Regions from separate parts of the Hordeum vulgare genome. Here region 1 is linked to region 2. Evidence: chromatin contacts called from public Hi-C data. All regions are on one chromosome and are shown on one strand. The core of a region is the stretch at or near the end of the contact, and the rest is flanking DNA. Distances in the headings are between cores, read along the strand shown. Region 1 holds the start of LOC123451922 (unconventional myosin-XVI-like). Region 2 holds the start of LOC123395806 (auxin-responsive protein IAA30-like).

Region 1 (7,168 bases), core at 1,675-4,174, 560 kb after region 2:
ATACCAAATTCACATGACTACTTATAGCATGACTTATCCCATGTCCCGAGGAACAAAAGTAACTACTCACAAAGCATAATCATATTCATGACCATAGATGTAATGAGTAGCATAAAGGATCTGAACATAAACTCTTCCACCAAGTAATCCAACTAGCATCAACTACAAAGAGTAATTAACACTACTAGCAACCTTACAAGTACCAATCGGAGTCGTGAGACGGAGATTGGTTACAAGTGATGAACTAGGGTTTGGAGATGAGATGGTGCTGATGAATATGTTGATGGTGATGAGTCCCCTCCGATGAGAGGAGTGGTGGTGATGATGATGGCGACGATTTCCCCCTCCGGGAGGGAAGTTTCCCCGACAGGATCGTCATGCCGGAGCTCTAGATTGGTTCTGCTCAAGTTCCGCCTCGTGGCGGCGGCGAATCCTCCGAAAAGCCTCCTCCTGAATTTTTTCGGAACGAAACCCTTCATATAGCAGAAGAGGGGGGCAGTGGGCCAACAGGGAGCCCACAAGCCCCCTAGGCGTGGCCAGGGGGTGGCCGCGCCTAGCAGGCTTGTGGCCACCTGCTGGCGCCCCTTTGGCACTTCTTCGGCCCAGTATTTTTTTATATTCCCAAAAAAATCCACGTTGATTTTCATAGCTTTTGGAGTCGCGCAGAATAGGCATCTCAAACTTTCTCCTTTTTCAGGCTAGAATTCCAGCTGCCGGCATTCTCCCTCTTCATGTAAACCTTGCAAAATAAGAGAGAAAAGGCATAAGTATTGTGCCGTGAAGTGAAATAACAGCCCAAGAAGTGATAAATATCAACATGAAAGCATGATGCAAAATGGACGTATCATTCTACGACATCTATTACCTTTTGGAGGGTGGTGCCTCCTAGATTGGTTAGGTGTTGCTTGGGAGCCTCCTACTTCATGTTGTGGAGTTGAACAAAGAAGTTTGTACGAGAAAGGAGATCGCCTACTTCGTGAGGCCATGAGTCAGGTTAGTCATGTGTGGACGTAAGCGATGGTGGAATAGAAAAGGCCGGTTCTTCATGGACCCCTTGTGGGTGGAGCCCTCCGTCGACTCTCGCAGCCGTTATCATGCGTGGGTTGAAGTCTCCACTAACGTGGACGTACGATAGGACCATCTATCGGAACCACGTCAAAAATCGTCGTGTCAACCTTTGTGTTTGACCTTTCTCCCCTACCCTCTACATTACATTTGCATGTCTTTACATTCCGATGCTACACTCTTAGATATACATATGTAGGGTGAACTTGACTAGTCACATTTGGTAAAACTGGCCCACAACTAAAATTGAGAAAAGGCTAAGTTTTTAGTTGGTCAAGTAATCTAATCACCCCCTCTATGCATACTTCGGATCCTAAAAATTGTGATAAGAGGATAAGCCAAACTTTCTGAGGGCATCCTCCTTGCACTTGAAATACTTATCGTACGCCACCCCCCCCCCCTCTCACATAGAATTGAACACATGCCTAGCCATCTGGAAACGGTGCCAGAATATCTCGTGTTTGAAGAGTGGGTCATCGGACTCGAAGTAGTCCTTCTAGAGTAGGCAATGGCCACTCTCTCTGTTACAATTCAATGCATGAGTATGCCCCAGGATCGAGCCCCTAAATATCGTCCACTGCCTACTAATATGGTCATGACGACCAAAGTAACAACCACAATCTCCTCATTGTCGTCCGCCGAATCATCCGAATCACAAAATGAAATTGTTCAAATAGTACTTATCGCCACTATCCATTTGTACTTCGCGGGCAAAACATCAAACACCGTGCGGGCGTGGGCGAAGAAGTTGGTCGATGAACCCGTGCCTCATGAGATCACGCAGCAGGCCTACGAGTATGGAGGCAATCTTGGAAACGACGAGGGAGCGAGGTGGCCGTGCTTGGAACTTTGCTCATGATGGCAGAGGCGAGATGGTGTCATGGACGTTGGGGTGCTTTGGTGGCGGCGAAAGCCGGCCACCAGCACCGGCAAGAACTACGGCAAAAACCGCCCAACAACGTTGGCAACGACGCTCGGGGGCACGGGCAGCAGTTGGACGTCAGGACTGGCCGACGGTGGGGAGGGAGGGTGGGTGGGGTGTAATGGCTAGCGATGGAAAAGGAAAGAAATGGCTGTTGTGCCACCGATTGACGGACGAGGGAGGTAAGGATGGGTGTCGCGAGCGTCCTCTCCATATCCGCGCGGACGGAAACCGATCCAAATTTAGATCCAATTACGAACAAAAAAACAGACGCTCATCGATTTGTATCGACCCATTGGATTGAGATTTATGTCTATTTCAATCAAACACACAAGCGTAGGCACATTTCTCTTGTAAGCACACCCCATATGACGAGGATTGCTACGGTGTCATCATTTTAGATCCAAGATGGCAGTACTACGCTACAAAGATAAGACCACTGCAGAGGAGCCCTGTTTACACGGATTCAAATTATTTCAAGATAATTGGGAGACAGCTTAGAATTCAAGAGCAAGTACACAAGTAAACGAGGGGTGGTGGAGTGGAGTACAGCCCAAATCATTCAAAGAAACACGAAAACCAGCCCCTTTATACATAAACAAAAAAAAAATAAACTGAAAGAAAAGGTGGCCTCCATGACCAATCCAGGAAGAAAAAGGTCCCATCTTTTTTAATGCTTCAATTATGGCAGCAGTTTTGCCGTGCAGGCCAAAATTATTTCCTCCTCTCGCCCCCTACCAGCTTTTGCTCAACCTGCCTCCCACATGCAATTATTAATAAATATCTCCCCATTTTTTCTACCATCAAGGATTCCCTTCTTTATATGGAGTATCAAAGAAAAGAAGAAGGAAAAAGAAAAACAATATTTGCCACTTGCTACGGGTAAGCTGTCCCCGTGTGGTTCCCCATTCGCTGGCTATTTAAGGCCTCCCATCCCCTCCTTCCCTTTCCTTCCTCCCATCGGCACGCCCATCCCGCTCCTCTCATAATCTTGAGATTTTCTTCTTTTGTTTTATTTTTCTTTCTTGGTAGGAGTAACAATAGTTTTGGCTCTCCTCCTTTCTCTCTCCCTGTATCCAAGGAGAGAAATCCAGAGGCGAAGCTTCAGGTGAACATCAACCTTCATCTCTCTATTTACCTCTCTCTCTCTCTCGATTGTTTCTCATCTTCTGTTGGGGATCCGTGGTGTGTAGTCTGGGGTAGAGGTGAGGTTCGTTCCTTTTTTGTTTTCTTGATAGATTTTTTTACAGATCCTGGGAAACCACCACATGTTCTTGCAAAAAAGAGAGGGGAAAACCGAGGGGATTTGTTCATCTGTGACAAATCTTGTGGAAAGTTCCGGTTCATTTTGATTTCTTTCTCTGTGGGTGGCAAAAAGATACTAGTGGTATCAGATTTGTTAGCAGTTTTTCTGCGTGTCTCGTTTCATGCAAATTTTGTTGTGAAGATTCAACTTGGAACTGAGCAGTTTCTTTGGCTGTTGTTCTTGTTCTTGCAGGGTTTGTAAATTTTCCGGATCTAATCAACTAACCCAAAAAAGCAAAAAAAGAAACCATGAGCCACTTCGCCGCCATGAAGAGCCCCGTCCCGGTCGCCGCCGCCGCCGCCACCGACGCGAAGAGCCCACTCTTCTGCCCCAAGCCGCGCCGCCCGGTCGCACCCCTCCGGTGCCACCAGAGCAGCAACTCCGACGCGGGCGCCGGCATGGATCTGCTCGACCTACTCCTGTCAAAGGTGAGTTCTTTCTCTGCCTCGGCCCAAGATCCATGAGTTTTTCGCGTGGCTTTCTTCCAACGGGTCGCTGATGTTTCTGCTCCGGCTTTTGCAGGGCGACGAGAGCAATCTTTCGGCGGCGTCCCCGCAGCCGCCTCTGTTCTGCGGCTCGCCTCCGCGGCGGGCCTCGAACCCGGTGGTGCACGACAGCCGGTTCGGCATGGACTGTCCGTCCAGTCCCCTGCCGTGGTGGCCGGTGATGTCGCCAGCCACCCCAGCGCCGGTGGTGGTCCGTCCTACCCCACGCCCGGCGGGACCGCCGATGTCGCCCCGTTCCGCAGCAGGGTGCGCTCGCGTGTTCCAGCCAGCCGTCCGCGTTGAGGGTTTTGACTGCCTCGACGGCGGCCGTAGCGGCCGTGGCCATGGCATCGCCGCCATGGTCTAGATGCACATACAACATCGAATAACCAGGAAATCTTCTCCCCTCGGTAGTGGCAAAAAGCTTTGGAGGGAGAGAGATGAGAGTGAGGAGATGAGTGAGAGGAGCAAGCTTAAGTCCGAAATTTAACCCCTAAAAACTATATAATCCATCAATCAAATCCCATAAGTATAATGAGTCTAGGTAATTTTACCACAAATCTTTTTGTATGTAAATAAATTTCAGGTTCAGATGCAGGTGCCCTTCTTGTAAATTTGGGAGCTCTAGTTTGGGGGGATGGGGTAGAAATCTAGAGGGTTGGATGAGGGACACAGAGGGCACAAGAAACACAAAAGTTTAGCCCTCTTGTATGAATCAATTTTTTCATGAGTCCCTTTGCCTTCCTTGTGGATTAGTCAATTCAATTAGGTTGGAGGGAGGGGTTGGGAATTAGTTAGGTACCTGTCCTAGTTCATCTGTCATCATGCTTATTTTTGGTTTATGATGGAATTGTTTTTGTCCATGCAACCAAGAAATCCATGGCCAAGCAAAGGCCATGGAGATGTGTACAAAAGAGTGGCCACAAGAAGAGAAGAGAAGTGAAGAGAGAGCAGCTAGGTTTTAAGTCAAGTCAATGAGTGAGTTGTGTGAGAGGCATGAATGAATGATGTATCGTTTTCTCTGTATATGTAATATATCGTTTCATTGAAGCAATATGTGTAATATCTCACGCCATGATTATCGCCAGCCCTTGTGGTACCTTTCATTTTTGGATTTTTTTCTCACCTCTCAATCTCTTGGTGGTTGGTTGGTTGAATTGTATGTGTAGCCCCCATCACAACACATGGTTTCCATGTGCCCAAGCAACACGTAGGCGATAAGGATGGTGACTAGCCAATGACTCATGCTGAAGAGCCTGCCTGAGAGGCTGATAATCTCAACCTGGCTCATGTGGATTTGAAGGGCCGAAAATAAAATACACAATGTCTTTTTGGCCTTCTACCCATATGTCCTTTTCTTTGAGATGTAGATGTACTACCACTGAATCTTTTGAGTTTGAATCCACTGGATTTATTGTGTCAGTCAATCAATCCACCAAATTGTTGACGCAGATGCTCTGCCTGCTCCAACGGTGAACAAGCTGTACTATTTACCACCAGTAAAATACAGGAAGGAAAAAAGCAGCACACGTTGTTATCTTTACCACCTGCTGCGAGTCAAAACCCACATGCTTTGTGGCGTCTTGTGCCTGCCACAAGGTGAGACGTAGATGCAGTGATGATCTCACCTCAAAAGGCGTGAAGCCGAGAAGGAAAAGGAGACAGGGGGATGGATGGATGCGAGCAACGGGCATGGCAACTTGAGTGCGCTTGAGGACAGATTCAAACGTAGGGTTTCACTGGAAATAAAGTAATCTTTGTTTGGATCTCAGGCCATGTCTTTTCAAAAGGGAGAATATATAGTAGACCGTCAAGATGCTTGGGAAATTTTGTTTATGCCTCACCATTACTCAAATACAAAAATTAAAGGAGATGAAAACTCATTGACACGTATATTTTTGAACTTTTTTCTGTCTGTTTACTCTTCCCAGTTACTGCTAGTCTGATTTTTCCTCGCCATGTTTAAAGTAGGACACAGCATAAGATCCCGACTCTTGATAGCTACATTTTGCGCCCTAGTAGTTTTGTCAAATTGGTTGTCAACCTCACACTTTCGGCTGGAATTGGAGCACAATCAGTGGAGCAAGAACTAACCTAAAAGCACATGTCGACCCCACCCGTCAGTGCTGGTCTCTCCTTTTCAACAAAACAAGATTGTTTTTGCTTTGAAAATGCATGATGACCGTTCAGCCGTCCAACTGGCAAGCTCCAATGCGGGAGCAAAGGAAAAGGACTGCTACCCACACATCTGTATCAGTCCTCCTTTGATTTAGACGGTTGAGAAATTATAGGAATAGAGATGTCAGGGAAAATGAGATGACATGTATCTCAAATTCAATGAGTAAGAATGAAAAAAAGATGTTCCTTGATTCACATCATAGGATTTTATTTTTTTCATTGAGTCTAAACCAATGTCTATTTTCCTTTGAAGAATTCCTTCATAGGAATAAGATAAGCATTCTATGAAATTCCTCCAAACCAAAGGGGCCTAAAGGGCTCTAAAGGAATTTCTTCTATAAAACCCCTATCTTATGGAATTCTACTCCAAACCAAAGGGCTCTAAAGAAATTTCTCCAACAAAAATCATATCCTGTAGGATTCTATAAAATTCCTCCAAACCAAAGGAGGCCTTACTCCCTCCGGTCTTTTTTAATCTACATATAAGACTTTTCTTAAGATAAACTTCATAAAGTTTGGCTTATTTATATGAAAAATATCAACATCTATACAATACTAAAGTTAGAAGAAATGCATTTTAAATTCATGACGCATCACCGCGCATCCCTTGGCTAGTGGAACAGAAGACACTCAGTTAGGGTTCCCTTGCCTTCCGTCGGCGTTACCGTCGGTCTGCCTCATCCCCTTGTGTTCCTAGGACCATGGAGGTGCGGTGGATCTCGACCCTTCCTCGCGGGACGGCTCCGTTTTTGATGTTTTTTTGAATTTTGTTAGGGTTTGTGTCATGCTTAGAAAGACGAGACGACGACGGTTTCTTGAATATGAAATAAGGTTCTCCCCGCCTAGCCCTTGTCCCGATGGTGCTTCTAGTGTTGTCGAAGGGCGTGTTGAGGTGTGTATCCGACGGATCTCCTGGGATCCGGTTGCCGTTTGTCTTGGTGGATCCGCTTGGATGCGATCTCCTTCATCCGCGTCTATCTTTGTGTGTCTATAGGTCAGATCCTTTTAGTCTACACTTCTCTTCATCAGTGGTGGTTGTTGTTCTAGCGCGCTGGTCCAACAAGGCCTTAGTGGAAGGACGTGGATGTCACATAGAGAGGGGTGGGTGGGAAAGGCGCTTTAAATAATTAAGGTTTAGGATTGAACAAATGCGGAATAAAACTAGCATTTAATTTGTCAAGCACTGAACTAAAAACAATTAGGCTCACATAT
Region 2 (6,538 bases), core at 1,635-4,134:
GACCGCGCTGCGTGCCACGTGGTTTGATTGGTTGGTGCATGTCGAAAACGAAAACGTTTACCTGTGTACCGTAGTTGGTTAATTAAAGTTAAATCACTTGGCTCTGATTTGTCTCCAACATATTGTGTCGTTATCTCTGAGCAGCTGGCTAGGTAGGAGTAGCTACTACTACTATAGTCGATATGGTTAATTAGTTAAGTGGTCATGGCCACTCTTACGTTCTCATGGAGGGAGATTTTTTTTATTTATTTTTTTGCGCAGACTCATGGAGGGAGAATTAATGGTGTGTGATTTAGAAGCATCACATCGAACCCACACGTGTGGTGCGTGCCCCATCCCCCATTGGCCATTGATGGCCGGATTACATGCATGCATGGCTGGTGATCGGTGACCCATCAGCTGACCGATGCATGCGTGCCAACCTAAGTTTGGCCCTGCTCTAAGCCTAAGCTAGTAGGAGTTCTCACTCACCTTCCTCTTGCTTGCAAAAAAATCAACAAGGAGCACCCACCTATTGCACAAAGAAAAAAAGTTAAATCAAATCGCACTTACTACGGAAACGGGCCGGGCAAACGGCGAGAGCGCCGTCGGTTGCGCGGCCCACGGCCCCGCTTCCCTCCCCGGGGCAAAAAGACGGGGGCGCCCGCAGCAGACGGCGCGGGAGCGGAGACACCCCAGCAGGCTCACATGGCGAACCCCTCGCCGTCTACCCGAGCGGTTCCCCGGCCCCACCCGCCCGTGAGACGGGCTACGCATGATTGCGTCGGGTTCGTGCGCGCCCCCTTTTTTGCCGTGCCGCGTTTCTTTTTTTCCCAGCGGAAAATCAGCGGACGTGTCGCACGCGCAGCACTTGCACGTACTCGCCAAGCTCGATTACCTCAGAGAGACAAGCTTCCAAGGTCGATGATTTTGGTGATGAGGTTGTCACGCTTGTGACTTGTCACGGTCTCAAATGGACCAAATATCTTATGGTTGGCAAATTGTACTGCTTTTGTGCGGGTCAGGGTTTTTTTCCCGCCTCCTTCTGTATGGACCTGCCTGCTGCTACGGTTTACGTTGTTTTCTGAATAGAAACCCTTCTTTATCCCGTCATAAAAAAAAAAAAGGCCAAAAAATGCCCCGCGCCAGACGCAGCTACGGGCGGAATGAAGAGCGAGAGAGGAGCATACGGAAAGGAAAAGAGGATATCTATATACATACAAAGACAGTAGAACCCCGCAAAAAAAGAAAAAACATCGATGAAGGTGAGTGGCAGGCACGTGGGACCGGCCCCGACAGGCGGACCCACCATCCCTGGCGAGCGATCGCGCGTGGTGGTCCCGGCCGGCGGTCATTCTCGCGCGTGGGGGTCACGGTCGCAACAGCGCATGCGGTCTCTTGGCCTCCAGCTAGCCTAGCAACACCAAAGCCCCACGTGACCCCACCTTTTCCTATTTCCCGCTGCCTTCTTTTTTTCCTTTTTCTTTTATTATCGTGGTTTCGTTTCGGTGGTCGACCAGCAAACCGAGCTGCACTAATACGCGCTTAATTGTTACTTTGCCTTTTGCTTTGTTAAGATTTCGGTCGATGATAATTGTTTTCAACGCGTTTAAATTTTGCTAAAAAAAATTATGCTTTTCTAGAGACTGGTAAAGCAACTTTCTGATTTTGCCCACATATTGCAGGCCAAAATTTAGCATGAAAGCAGAGCCCGTTCTACGAACCTATGCCCTCGCGTATCATTGCTCCTCAAAACCCTCTCGAGTTAAATCCATGTGGCCTCGCTCATTCATGGAATTCGTTAAAAAAAAATGTACCTAATAAGTTGCGATAACCATGAAACTTTTCGTGAGAGAGGGTCAAGCGGGCAAGTGAAACCCTAGCTGCCACCCCCACCTATACTCTTCCTTTTGTCGTCCCTAGGGTGTGTCGTCAACGACGCGAGGATGTTGCTACGCCTGTTATGGAGAAGTTGTTCGGTGGATGTGGGTTTGCGATGAAGATGAGCGATTATGGTGCAATCTATGGGAGGTCACGCTTGATGGCGGTGCTGGTGATCCAGCGTGATGATCTTCAGTGCCGGACCGACCTGGCTCAGACATCGAAGAAGATGGTGTCGAGGCATGGTCTTGGACGGTGGCAATCTCCACATCAGGCCCCCATCCGGCGTGTAACGGCATGGGCGATTCATCTCAAGTTTTCTTTACGAAGTTTTCATGTCTGGTTTGGGCCGACGATGCCGTTGCATTTGCCCAACGTAAAAATATTGCCCTTCCCACACTTGTCCCGTTTCATTGATGTGCTTATGGCGGGTGTGTGATGTAGATATTGATAATCTAGTCCTTTTTTGTAATCTAGTTATTTTTAATTAGTTTTTTCGTATGTGTTATACCTTATTTGTCTAATCAGCTATTTTCTTAGTTTATATATATTCTTCACCGCAAATTATGTAAAAAAATAACACAATAAAGTGTTAATATACATGCGCATACGAACAAACACATGCAAATCCTATCTTTATGAGCTCTTCTAAGAGACTGAGCCGACATATGTTCTTGAGATTTACGAAGTCATCATAGGCACCTCGTCCTTGACGAAGACGTCTCCTCTGAGTGAAAGCACATCGTCGAAAATACTGAAATAAATTCAGAAATAAATGTGAACATCAGGACTTAAATTCTGATGGACTAGAAATATTACAGTCCCTCTAACCATGCCACGAAACATAGTTTGGTCAGATTATAAAATAAGTTGGCATATAATATTTCATTACTAGCAAACCGAGTGTAGGCGCCTAAACAAATGAATATAGCTCTAGAAAAAAAAAAGTAAAAAATATTAGCAGAGGGGCAAGGCGCAAAAGAGGCTGGCCATGCATTATCATGGCCCTATTATTCTACACGGCCACACCAACACCCTCACTGCCATTATTATTTCTGCCTGCCCCCCTCCCTCCTCTGCCTCTTTGTCTATTTCCATCTGCATTTGCATCGCTCGCCTCTCAAAACAGCCAAACCGAACCCCAAAAGCTCGCCGGGAAACGCAGAGAAAGGAACCGAAGCAAACCCAGCAGCAGAAGGGAGGGGCTGAGCCAGGCAGCTAGCAATGGCGGCGGACCTGGGCTTCGAGGCGACCGAGCTGCGGCTCGGCCTGCCCGGCGGCGGCGAGGGGGAGGCCAGGAGCTCCTCCGGCAAGAGGGGCTTCGCCGAGACCATCGACCTGAAGCTGAAGCTGGAGCCGGCCGGCGAGGAGGCGCCGGCGGCGGAGGACCGGTCCGACGTGGCCGTGGTCGCCGCGGCGGCGGCGGAGGAGGAGCACGAGAAGGCGGCGGCGGACGCCTGCGTGGGGAAGATGAAGAGGTCGCCCAGCCAGAGCAGCGTCGTCACCACCGCCGCGCTCCCCGACCCCGCCGAGAAGCCGCGCGCGCCCAAGTACGTGCATCCCCATCCCCATCTCCATCTCCATCTCTCACCTCTAGACTCTAGTCCGCTCTGCATGCTCACGCATGCAGCTCAGCTCCCGTCTTCTTCGCGTAAGCTCTCTTCGTAACGCAAGCTTTCTTCAGAAAACAAAACACAAAACACCATCAAAAACATCTTGATTAACGGGTAGTTGATGGCATGGATCACTGATCTACGAGTAGCTTGTACTACTAGTCCACGCATGTTCAGTCACGGTTGGTCAGTCAAGGCAAGGCCGGGCCGGTGATCATCATTCAGATCGAGCACCGATCATGGACGAGAAACAGAGACGAGATGATGATGGATGGGTGAGATCTACGGAGAGATTCATCCGTCCATCTGCACTTCTAGCACAGGCAGAGAGACAGCAGCATGTTACGTGTGGGGCAGTGGGGGACAGTGCCTAGTGCCGACACGATAAAAGAAACCCACGCACACTGCACTGCTGCCCTGCCCCTCGCGGACGCACGGTTTACTTTTTTTGTCCACTCGTCGCCATCATCCCCATATCACTCGTATCCTGTCCTCACGCTACTACTCCTACACAATGGCATGGCATGGCATGGCATGGAGAAAGATAATAAGATTGTAATGTTATTGCCCATACTGCCCCTCCCGGCCATGGCATGAACATGGAGATATGGCATGGCCCCACCCTTGTTGTTGGGCTCGGCGTTCTAGATCTATCTGCCCCCCTTGTCTTGATCCCCTCCCTCTTGTACAAATCAAGCTGGAGCTTATTGCATTCCATATATATTCTGTAGCACTTTAGTAGATTGTGGGAGTATGAAGAAAAAAGGCAGGTAAAAAGTAACCAACATGTAATGCTGTAGTTTTTGTTCATGCTGAGTAAACAGTTGAAAATGTGCTGTGGGGATGTATGTGCATATATGTGCCATGTGTGGGTAGCAAAAACGAGAGGGCAAAGGTTGCATGCATGTCATGAGTTACCACAGAAGTTTTCATTTGAAGAGAAGCGGAAACAAAATGGATCTGGATTTATATATATCTGCACCTCTTGGATCATGAAAGAACTCATGCATGTATGTATGTATGTTAGTTAGTTTAACATAACATTTTAAAACTAACCAAATCGTTTGTGTGGTTAATTTTCTCCAGGGCGCAGGTGGTGGGGTGGCCTCCGGTCCGGTCGTTCCGGAAGAACATCCTGGCGGAGAAGTCGTCGCCGGCGGCTGCGGCGTTCGTCAAGGTGAGCATGGACGGCGCGCCTTACCTGCGCAAGGTGGACCTCAGCATGTACAAGACCTACCAGGACCTCTCCAAGGCCCTCGAGAAGATGTTCAGCTCCTTCACCATCGGTATGCATGCCATGCATCTTCTCTACTACATATCTCTACCATAATACTACTAGCTAGATCAGCCGTAACATTTCTGTTTATAACTAGGCCACCAAGATATAGTATGCATATATTTCTACCCTACTCGGCATGTTTGGAACACCGATATTTCTACCCTACACTTTATATATATTTCTACCCTAGTCCCAATTATTCATAACAAGATTGCTGTCTATCTAGTTTATTTTTCTATATCTATCTAGCTGTAGTGTTCCTGAACTTTTATACACAAGGAAGATCATAACATATTTATAAAGTCACTGGCTATATATAGTACATGCATGCATGACTTGCATACATGATTGCACTTCCATTTGCATGTGTGGTGGTGGTCACCATGTGGTTTTGCCAGGGGTGCATGATTTGCATCGATCCTATTCCTTGGTAGGTGTCTTCCCTGTCTGTGGCATAATGTCCTTGTCTCTCTACCATATGTACGTACACACAGCTAGCTACCTCATTATCATGCATGGCATCTGCTCACTCAGCTAGCTATCTTTGGTTGGTTCATGATTAGCATGAGTCGTTGTAACTTGATACCCAGTAAGCAATAATCCAGCATGCTGGAGCGTGCATCTTAAAGAAAAGATGCAACCAATAGTTGGTTCCTTGAATAAGCAAACAACTATTGGTTTTTCTCTGTTGTGGTGATTGTAGATTTGCGGCCTGTTGATTTGATACGGAACTTTATTCGGCACTTCCCGTTGTTAACTAGACCGTAACAACTGCTCTGAACTACAGAAGCACCTATGTATTTTCCAAATTACAGTTGGTGTTCTGGAATTGGATATTAATCCCAGTGTACGTGTTGTCACATTTCAGGAAACTGTGGAACTCAAGGGATGAACGGCATGAACGAGAGCAAGCTGATGGATCTGCTCAACGGATCCGAGTACGTTCCAACGTACGAGGACAAGGACGGCGACTGGATGCTCGTCGGGGACGTCCCGTGGGAGTGAGCGCTGCATCCTTGATATATTCTCCATATGCATAATGCTCCATTTGCGTATTTGATTTCAAACATCTGGAGCGGTACCCTGAATCTTTGATGAGCGATGGTCTGATGTAACGCTCCATTTTTCTAAAATTTCAGGATGTTCGTTGAGTCATGCAAGCGCCTTCGGATAATGAAAGGATCAGAAGCTATTGGCCTTGGTCAGTACATCTCTCTTAAGTTTCAGATCAGCAGATGAAATGTTTTTTTTCTTTCTAGAGGTTTTGGCCGACTTTTTGTTTTGATTGTGACATTGTTTTGAATTGTTTCAGCACCAAGGGCGATGGAGAAATGCAAGAACAGGAGCTGAGGGGAGGATGTACTAAATGTTATGCAAGAATCAAAATACCTATAACCTTGCTTGCTCATCCCTGTATCATATTCTCTGTCCTAAGTCTAAGTCTGTATCTCCTGATCAGTGAAGTCATTTTGGGTTGTGATCTTCTCTTTTCCAGTCAGTCAGTCCCAAGTCTCATCTTGTTATATACATAAGAAAGAAGAAGCCAAGAACATGTGAGATGTATCTGTACCTGTCTGCCACATAATTGTGTCTTTTCTTTTTGCTCTGCTTGTTCTTCCTTTTTTTTTCTCTCTCTCTCTCTCTCTTCTTATGTCTCTTCCTGGCACAAAATGCAAAGGCACCCTATTTTTCCTCTTGCGGTTTGTCCATCAAAAGTTGTTTAATTATCAGCATGGTGTGAACAAATACTTATTGCAAGTTGTCAAATGTTAATTGTATTGTATTA

Evidence for each region. Hi-C and Micro-C count contacts between places; a contact is called where the count stands out from the background.
Region 1: a Hi-C map of leaf shows a contact between it and region 2, with 5 times the contacts expected there. The contact joins the promoter of LOC123451922 here to the promoter of LOC123395806 in region 2. A contact is called at or near these places in 4 of 6 Hi-C or Micro-C datasets (leaf and seedling) and 1 of 1 datasets of contacts at active chromatin or transcription factors (embryo).

What each region holds. Positions count from the first base shown.
Region 1 is chr5H:45,196,824-45,203,991 of MorexV3_pseudomolecules_assembly, forward strand. It overlaps LOC123451922 (unconventional myosin-XVI-like), which reads left to right and starts at 2,925. Exons shown (of 3, transcript XM_045128479.1): 1 at 2,925-3,095; 2 at 3,486-3,721; 3 at 3,816-4,853. The coding sequence starts at 3,542. The coding sequence ends at 4,145.
Region 2 is chr5H:44,640,507-44,647,044 of MorexV3_pseudomolecules_assembly, forward strand. LOC123395806 (auxin-responsive protein IAA30-like) reads left to right here and starts at 2,885. Exons shown (of 5, transcript XM_045090839.1): 1 at 2,885-3,410; 2 at 4,560-4,759; 3 at 5,621-5,753; 4 at 5,892-5,953; 5 at 6,065-6,538. The coding sequence starts at 3,085. The coding sequence ends at 6,102.